Regions from separate parts of the Mus musculus genome. Here region 2 is linked to region 1. The links are chromatin contacts, called in public HiChIP or PLAC-seq maps. All regions are on one chromosome and are shown on one strand. Each heading gives the region's core, a stretch centred on a gene start, on an enhancer-like site or on the middle of the called end of the contact. The rest is flanking DNA. Distances are from core to core; before and after follow the strand shown. Region 1 overlaps Eps8 (epidermal growth factor receptor pathway substrate 8). Region 2 has its middle 21 kb from the start of Eps8.

What was found. HiChIP or PLAC-seq counts read pairs in DNA pulled down with a chosen protein or histone mark.
Region 2: a contact with region 1 is called in an H3K27ac HiChIP or PLAC-seq map of embryonic stem cells, with 19 read pairs. The contact joins two enhancer-like sites. A contact is called at or near these places in 6 of 39 promoter capture datasets (the 3T3-L1 cell line, 3T3-L1-derived adipocytes, the C10 cell line and 2 more), 1 of 15 datasets of contacts at CTCF or cohesin (the NIH/3T3 cell line), 7 of 484 Hi-C or Micro-C datasets (Th1 cells, bone marrow-derived macrophages, cardiomyocytes and 3 more), 3 of 115 datasets of contacts at active chromatin or transcription factors (embryonic stem cells, heart atrium and pancreatic cancer cells) and 3 of 9 other capture datasets (adipose tissue, liver and pancreatic islet).

What each region holds. Positions count from the first base shown.
Region 1 is chr6:137,538,975-137,543,620 of GRCm38.p6, forward strand. It overlaps Eps8 (epidermal growth factor receptor pathway substrate 8), which reads right to left. Exons shown (of 22, transcript NM_007945.3): 3 at 348-427. The coding sequence starts at 406. Among named protein-coding and RNA genes, the nearest start is that of Eps8, 110 kb to the right of the region's middle. Within about 2 kb of position 2,102, at least 168 of the 459 cell types and tissues checked have an H3K27ac peak or open chromatin away from gene starts, as enhancers often do. A contact at or near this core is called in embryonic stem cells, where this site is marked.
Region 2 is chr6:137,667,879-137,672,524 of GRCm38.p6, forward strand. No RefSeq gene overlaps it. Among named protein-coding and RNA genes, the nearest start is that of Eps8, 21 kb to the left of the region's middle. Within about 2 kb of position 1,828, at least 4 of the 459 cell types and tissues checked have an H3K27ac peak or open chromatin away from gene starts, as enhancers often do. A contact at or near this core is called in embryonic stem cells, where this site is marked.

The sequences.
Region 1 (4,646 bases), core at 852-3,351:
GACAGTTTCCTCAGGGCTAGTGTTTCCTGGGTGTTTGAAAATAATCGTTTTTGGTAATAACATGGGTTAGCAATAAAAAGGAGACCACTTCTGAATGACTTAGGAATGGGTTGTAAAAGAGGTAAGTAGTATTTTCATTAAAAATATGTTTTAAACTAGCGAGGCTTAGTGACACATGATTGAAACATCATCCCTTGGGAGGGAAGGATTGTAAAATCAGGGTTAGACCCGACTACACAGAAAGTTCCAGGTTAGTCTGTGTTTCAGAATAAGAACATCTCACTAAAGCAAGCACACACCAGCATGCCAAAGCCTGCCCCAAGTTACACATGCCCCTCTTGACTTACTTCAGTTGAGAAGGGTAGACTCCATACCCACTGGAGCGGTTAGACATATGACCATTCATGCCGGCTCTCACGCCTCTGTTCTAAAAATAGAAAGGCACACAGGTCAAGGGTAATAAATGAGTCAGGACATCTGGGGTTTACTGCCAGTTACCCTAGAAAGGCAAACCTAAGGGTCTCCGCCTTCAAGCACTCAGACGCACAGGAATACATGGGAACATGATGAACGAAGAGCAGCTGGGTTTTAAATCTAGTATACAAACTATAAGCTAATTTAGCGAGTTAAAGAAAAACCTACAACGGACTCCAAAACCATCTACATGAAGTGTGTAATTCTATTTTCTGCTTATATTACATGTCAACTCTGCAAGATGTTAGCCTGTTACCTCATTATAAAAGTAATGTAGACTCAATTTAATGAAAACGTGTATAAAACACAGAAAGTACCCAGAGGAAAGCCAGAGCCTTTAAAGATAACTGAGAAGAGTTCATGCTTAGCCCCTGGTTTCAATCCCTAGTACGGAAATGACATCAGATCCAATCCGAGGTGACCAATCCAAAGCCTGGTTGATGGCTGCCCTGGCTCTGCCGTTTGCCATGCATCTAGCTTTCTCTCCTTTTCTCTCTCTCTCTCCCTTCATGGCACATTTCACATCTTATTTGTTTCTTTAACACATTTTGAGTCATATCTTAAGACAGTACTTACTTACACATCCCTTTTATTTCTCATGAGAAAGTAATTGTCAAAATCAATACCTAGAATTAAACTTCAAAAACCATTTTGACCGTATTTTTTAAGTGGAACAGATTTCCCTCAAATGAGTGGGAGAGAAAGCTTAACAGGTAGAAAAAACAAACAAACAAACAAAAAACCCAAACCACTGTTATATACTCTCAAGGACCAGAGTTCTATCCCTGGAACCTATGGTGGAAGGAGAGAGCTAACTCCCAAAAGATGACCTCTGATCTCCATGGAATGCACACAATAGTAAGAAGAATAAGAATGAATAATTTATAAATTTTTTAAAATTGTCACTAACCCACCCTGATTTCCATTTTGTTTTTCCGGTTTTGTTTTCTGTGTCCTTTCAATGAATTGCTATTTCCAGTCAACCTTGAGGGAGGAAACACACCCCCCACGCCCCTAGCTTTACTGTGAGACCAGAGTCTGGGTGGGAAATGCAGATAGTTATAGAACACTGAGCGGTAGTAGGACTAAGGCAGGTGTGAGGACGCCTGTGGTGAACAAATGATACGGCCTCAGCCATACAGCCACAAGCTCGGGGATAAGAACAGACCCTTACTGGATAAATACAGATTCCTAAAATGCACTTGCTGTTGTGAGGGATAGTTTAGGTTAGCATGGGAGTCTATAAGAGGGGAATCTTTCAGATCAGAAGGACATTAAAGAAATCATTTCCAAGACTCAGCAATTTCTGGCCAATTCTTCCTCATTCTTTCATCTCGGTTCAATCAGTCACAATGTCCTTGTGGAGCTCTTATTGACCCTCCTGAGTAAATAGAAGCGCATTATCAGATACTCCCCACAGTACAAACAAACCCCACAACAGCTGAAGCCTTTCCTGTGTGTGGTAGTTCCTGCCTTCACCAGACTATTGGTTCTCAAAAGGCCTGGACTCTTGTTTGAGACCGTTGTTGTTCAAACACTCGGAGGACACTTGGCACTCAATAGTGTCCATTAAACACTTGTCCAAGGCAAGAAAGAAGTCAGAGAAGCCCAAGTCCTTCTTTCCAAAGAGCATGTGATCTTAAAGGGACAGCATTAATTTCTACAGACTGACGTAAGTAATTAAGTCCCGCTTTGATGGGCTCCACTCAAAATCCAGTAGAGTTTTGTGGAAGAAAAACCACAACACACTTTTAGGAAGGACTGGCCCTTGACTTTGCTCTTGAACAAGGGTTAGAATTTATAGGCTCCTCCAAGCATTAAAGTGAATTCCAGCTTCCCAGTTGTGTTTTCAAATCAGTCTACTGCTTGGAGACAAGCATTTAGATAGAGGAACTGGGAAAGTGGGAGGTGTGGCATCTCAAGGCACAGCAAACGGTCACACCCATTCACAAGCTGAATCCTTGACAGGAAGTCACCTCCACGGGAGACCCTGTGGTTACAGTTTCCTACATGCAGCAAACCACAGCGGCCCTTCCTTCTGGGAGGGGTGATCTTAACGTAGGAGGCTGGGGGACAGCCTTGAGCACCAGAGACTGACACAGGGCACTACAGTGAACTTAAATAAGCAACAGAAAGGAGCAGTTAGTGTCGCCTCACATTATCTCTCAGTTACACCACTGGAATTTACTGCCCCGTCCCACACACCTGCCCAGCTTTCTGCTCAAGGTTGCCGGTCTTCTTCTGTCTGAAGCTTATAAACGCATCACGCTTGGGTCGGCTTCTTCTGACTCCACTCTGTGGAAACCTTGGGTGTCTTAAAGTTATTTTTAAAACCCTTACGTTCTTCACTTGCTCTTCAGCTCTTGTATTAATTTGGTTCCAAGACCCCAAGAGTTTTCACCCAAGGACTAATGAGCAGGGGTTCCCCTACAGAATGAACACCACCTCTGCACCGTGTGCTGCAGGGCGGAGTGAAAGCCAGACAGTTCTTGCCCAGCAAGCATGTAGACCCAGGTGAAGCCATGAGAGAGACAGCAGGACAAAGGGCGTGTGCCTGCAATCCCAGCACTGGGAAGGTGAACGAACCAGACCCCTGTGGCTTGTTAAATGGCTCTCAGAAAAACAAGGTACACCATACTTGAGGAATGACATAGGAGGGTGACCTGTGCCCTCCGCCTGCACAAACTCAAACACCCTCTGGTACACATAATGAATATTTACGCCTATATTAGGTGAGTATGCTTCTTTGGAAATTGAACCTATGTATCTGTTTCCATTTCTATTTGCCTTCAGTTTTCAGTTTTGAGCCATACAACCTTGACACAGGAGTAAATCCCCTCCCAAGCTGTCAGCGATTTGGCCATTCACAAAACTCCCCCCAGTATCTCCAAGTTTGCTCTCAGAAGACTCCAGAGCACCAGCTAGCACACTTGGTTGGTGTCTTCCAGGTTCGGAATAGCAATTCAGAGCTAGAGGGACTGGGCTGAGGGTGGGGCATTAGCCACACAGGAATACCCTCCCCCCACCCCCCCAGTGTGGCTGCAGCAAGAGGCAAGTCAATTAAGCCTGTCTAAACAGAGAGGATTCTCTCGGTGGGGCTGCTGTTGCAAGTGAGAGAGACAAAAGTTTCTTCAAAAGTTTTCTTTAGAAAAGAGAGAAAGAGAGAGAAAGGGGGAAGGCTTGCTCTCTCACAGCTGACTGCTTCATTCAGAATATAAATGAAACCTCCCAGCCTTGGGCAGATTTTGATCTGGTTTGCATTTCAAAACCACAGCAGCTGGTTTTACTGAAAAGTGGTAGCCCCCAGGGCATCCCCTCTCCCCTGTTTGGCTCTTCCTAGGAGCCTAATAAATGCGTGGCTTGTGTTCTGTTTTAAAAGAGCAGTCTGTAAGATTCTTGGAGGACGTTAGAGAAGGGGACAGAGAAATGTCAATTTGCTAAACTGAATTTCAAATATAGAAAGTCTTCCCACTGGGCCGCTGTAGTCTCACTTGTCACTGTGGTCATGTGGCATTCCACATGGGGGCTTCAGATGTCTAAACATAGGCAGCACAGAACTCTATCGTTCCAAAGAAAACAGCGTGTTGCTGTTCTTCCTACAGGTTTTTAAAGATAGGCTCAATCTAACGCCTAGATAGCACCCAGATGGAAGTTAAGAAAGATCGGCTCACATAGGTAAGAGGTGTTTTCATTTCCACTATCAGTATCCCGCTATGGACTTGCAAATGCAGTTAAGGACACCAGTGTCCTTCTCCTGAAGGGTACAGGAAACTGGTTCATCACAATAGCTGCCAAGTGTCTGATTAAGTAGACACATGAAACACATTTCTCAAGTCATAGTTGTTACAACTTTTCTTGTGATTGCCAAGGGAAGAGTGACAAGGGACAAATCCAAAGAGCATCACTAAGGAAGCCACTTTCCGTCAAAGAAACGCCACTCAAAGAAGAGAGAGCAGGTTGCAGTCAGATGAAACAGACAAGCTAAACCCATAGTAGAAAGTTGTCAGAATCCTAAGTTAGAAACAGCCTCAATTTCAGAGTTCCTCTCCTTCACCCTCCATTGAGGCTGGTGTCAGTTTTCAGTCATGACTGAAAAATCTCACCTACTCAGTCTTGTTACATGATGAAGCTGGCAGCTCTCAAGCCCAGTGAGCTTCTCTAAATGCCATGAC
Region 2 (4,646 bases), core at 578-3,077, 130 kb after region 1:
CAAACAGAAGGCTGGAGAGGACCACTTGAGAAAGAAAGGTAACGGAGGCCCTGGGGAGTAGCTCAGCTACTACTTGCTTGCCTGGAAAGCAGGAAGCTCTAGGTTAGATCCTTATAGCCCATAAACTGGGCACAGTGGCACACGTGGGAAGGGGAGGCAGAAGGACCAGAAATTCATGATCATCCTTGGTGACGTCCTTTGAGGCCAGGCTGTGGGACATGAGTCTACCTCAAAAAAGGAGACTTCCTTCCCACCACTGTCCTCTGCCAGATTGATGGTTGCAAGGTGGCTAAAGCACTTGCTCTACAGCCTATAGATACTGTGAAGAAGTAAGGAAGGAGCTACTTTGCCTGGCAGCCTCTCTCTTTTGCTGAGGAGGATGCCTTTTCTCAATGTCCCATCTTGCTCCGTAGGAAGTGGACAAAGCCCTAAGTGAGATTGTATTGCTGACATAGGCACAGCTATAACAAGGGTCAATGCCCCAGGGCCATGGGACATCAGCAAAGCCTTTCTCCACGTGGGTCAGGGTGGAAATTGGCAAAGCCTTCCTCCTCTGGCCTAAGTATGAGTGTTTAAAGATGATGGATCCGTGTGTACAAACTGAGCAACTGCAGCTTCCTCCTCCCAGACAGAAAATAGGCTGGAAACAGAGACCTCCTACTGTGACTGGCTAAAGCCTCTTTTTGTGCTGAACATATAAACTACTGAAGTTCCAGTCAGCAGCAGGTGTAGCTCCATCTAATGGCACATAACCCGCCTGATTCTGTATTGCTAGAGTGTGTCTCTATCACTGTCTTTTCTTCATTTCCTGCCTGCCTCTACTCAGAGTCCCCAAGACCAAACTGTGCTGAGAAAGGCCACATTTGGTTCCCACACACCCAAATTGGAACCCCCAGTAAGGATGGAGGCTCAAGCTGCTCCCAGCATGGTCCCCACTGCAGAAACCACTCTTGACTCTCCCAGGGCCTTGATGTATTCCAGCAACATATTTCAAGTGACTGTGGATATTCAAAAGTACTGCTTCTTACACAATTATTATAAAAATTTTTCTATTATTCAATCATGGTTAAAGTCACATTCACTAAGTATATAGATTTTATTTCAGATCCCAATAAACAATAATACACACACACACACACAAGCAAAGGGACTGGAGAGATAGCTGTTCTTGCAAAGGACTCAAGTTTGGTTCCCAACACCAACAACAGGCAGCTCAGAGCCTCTGGCTCCAGCTCTAGGAGATCTGAAGCCCCTGGCCTCTGTAGGCACCTGCACTCATCTATACACACAGAGACACACATTCATGGGCATAGTCAACTATAATAAGAAAATTAATAAAAAGAGTAAGCAAGTGTGCCTTAGTCAATGTTCCATTTCTGTGAAGAGACACCATGACCAAGGCAACTCTTAGAAAAGAAAGCATTTAATTGGGGTGGCTTGCAGTGTCAGAGGTGCAGTACGTTTTCATCATGGCAGGAAGCATGGCAGCACTCAGGCACCCACGATGCTGGGAAAGGGGCTGAGAGTTCTACTTCTGGATCTACAGGCAGCAGGAAGAGAGAGACTCTGGGCTTGGAGTGCCTTTTGGAAACCTCAAAGCCCACTCTCAGTGACACATTTCCTCTCAAAAGGCCACACCTTCTATTTCTTTACAATGGTGCCACTCCCTGGTGACCAACTATTCAAATCTGAGTCTATGGGAGCCTTTCTCATTCAATCTACCACAGCAGGGCATTTTTAAGTTTCTTTGTTATTGAGTCTACTCTATTGTCTTAACATTTTGCTAAATCCATAGGTTTGGGTTTTTTTGTTTGTTTGCTTTTTAGTTCCCACTCCTATCCCCGCCCAGAGACTGTGTATCCCTGGATGTCCTGGAACTTAATATGTAGAACAGGTCTTCTTGGGCTTTTACTGCTTTGAACAGACACAACCAAAGCAACTCTTACAAGGACATTTATTGGGGCTGGCTTACAGGTTCAGAAGTGCAGTGCAGTATCAGCAAGGCAGGAGCATGGCAGTGTCCAGGCAGGCATGGTGCAGGAGGAGCTGAGAGTTCTACATCTTCATCTGAAGGCTACTAACAAAATACTGACTTCTAGGCAGCTAAGATGAGGGTCTTAAAGCCCACACCCACCGTAACACACCTATTCCAACAAAGCCCTACCTCCAATTAGTGCCACTCCCTAGCCTAAGCATATGCAAACCATAACGCACTAGCCTGCCTATTCAGAGATCAGCCTGCTTCTGCCTCCCCAGTGCTGGTAATTAAGGCTTGCATTACTACCCCTGGCAAATCAGTGGTTTCTAAGTACAAACCACAGAATGAAAACCAGCCCACGAGTCTCTGAGCTTCACAGTAATGTTCTCCACTGGTAGAATTCAATTACTACAGCCAGCATGCCTGAAAACAGCGCACAGTTGATGTACCATTCCATTTGAGTTCACTGAAATAATTGCTTATATTTCTATTAGGCACGCATGCAAGATCCAAACGTTAAAGAGGCAACTCTATTATTATGCATGTGAGTGCTGTTTGAAACATTAAAACAAACGCAAAAACATTTTTTTTGAGACTATGTGACTAGCAAAGTTTTAGTGCAAATGCACTATTTGAAGTGGCTTTTTGTTATACTGAGGCATATTCACAACTGTATTTAAGCCAGCTCCGGAGTCACCCCAAACTTAGCAACTTAAAACAGCAGTGCTCATTTATTTAGTTCATGTATCTGCAATTTGATCAAGTTTGGGAGAGGCAGTGACTCTCAGCCACCCCAGTATCTGTTGAGGAAGCTTGACTGGGGAAGATTCCACTTCCAAGATAGTTGGCTGTTGTAGGAGTTGGTACAGTTCACAGCCAGTTCAAGCTACTTTTTAAAAAAATAAAACTCAGATGGAATGGCCTTAACCTTTCTTGCTCATAGTTGTGAATGCTAGACGTCCAGGGTACCAGAATGATGGCGACTGGCGAAGGCTCACTTCCTGGTTTACAGATGACTCCTCTTATATCTGCGACAGGGAGAGAAGGATTGAGAAAGAAAGTCAGGAGGACAACTCTTTTCTTATAAGGGCACAATCATGACATGCGGGCTCTCTGTTCATATGGATTTGGGTGGAAACACTTCGCAGGTATTATTAACAGGGGGCGCTCTTCTGTAAATTCTGTCAGGACTATTGTCTGAGAACATAGGCCCTTGCCCCATGAGTATATGTCTCGATTTGGGCCGTAAAGCATGGAGGAAACAAATTCCTCAAACCCAGTGGGAAAGGTTCTAATACTTTTGTTTATTCATAAACGGCAAAAAGCAGATAAATGGGTTTTTTGGGGGGGGTTGGTTTTTTGAGACAGGGTTTCTTTGTATAGCCCTTGCTGTCCTGGAACTCACTTTGTAGACCAGGCTGGCCTCGAACTCAGAAATCTGCCTGCCTCTGCCTCAGATAAATGGTAAAATGGGCCCACATTCGTTCGTTCACACAAACACTCTCTCACTAACCTTTCTAGTCTGGCAGGTGTACCCTGAGTTCCAAGCAGCAGGCAGGAAAGATGCGATTCAAAGTGGCGTGCAGCCTTTGCTAGATAAGCAGCGGATGTCCGTGTGGGGTCCACGCGGCACAAAGTTTCTCCACAAGACTCTTGGGAGTTGAGCCATTTTGCCATGTCCACTAGAGTTTTAAAGCTAAATTCAGCCAATTACAACTAAGGCGTTCCACACATTATTCTCTCTCTCTCTCTCTCTCTCTCTCTCTCTCTCTCTCTCTCTCTCTCTCTCTCTCTCTCTCTCTCTCTCTCTCTCTCCCCATGGCCTGGTTCTCATAGTTATCTAGGGCCACAGCGACATGCCCATGGCATTGCCCCACCGCGGGCTCAGGGCAGTGGGCGTGAGTTCTTTATCATTCTCTCTCGCTAATTCTACCGCCCATTATCTGCAGCCGCAGAAAGCAAAGCCGAAGCCATGGACGCCCCTGTGCTTCAGGGAAATGTCCTCTTTACAGTAGACCTGTCTCAGGCTTCATCACAGCATGGCAGCTGGATTCCAGATGCAAACTTTCTCATAGGAAATCATCACCATCAGTATCTTAAGGATTGCTCCAGACTCTATCATAGCATTAAGCCTGTCTGTTGTATTCTGTCAGATAAGCAATGGTGCAGACCATACCTAAACTTAAAACAAATAGATGTAAGTTCCTGCTTCAGATGGAATGATAGGAAGGAAGGAAGAGAGAGAGAGAGAGAGAGGAGGCAGAGAGGAAAAGAGGGAGGAGGGTGGGAGGGAGGGAGGGAAGAAAGAAAGCAGCCACCTTTAATTTTAAACTCCATAGATAAAATTTGGTTCTGCTTTCAGAGTTCACCCCCATGGACGTTCTGTCTTCTTTATAACATAATCAAAGTCCAAAGATACCCAGTTTAAAAAATTAAAGTCACAATGTAAGTATCCATACTTTTAGGACAGACATTAAAATAATTTTCATCCTTGTAAATATTCCAGAAGAAAGCTGAACTGGAAATGTCAATACATCTAAAATTAAACTACATACATTATGTTTTGTAAATGATGCTAAATTTATGCCTTTGGACTATTTTGTTTACAGATTAGAAAGTCACAATTTGACATTTCCCTTTAAAGTCATTTGAACATTTTTTTTTTAAT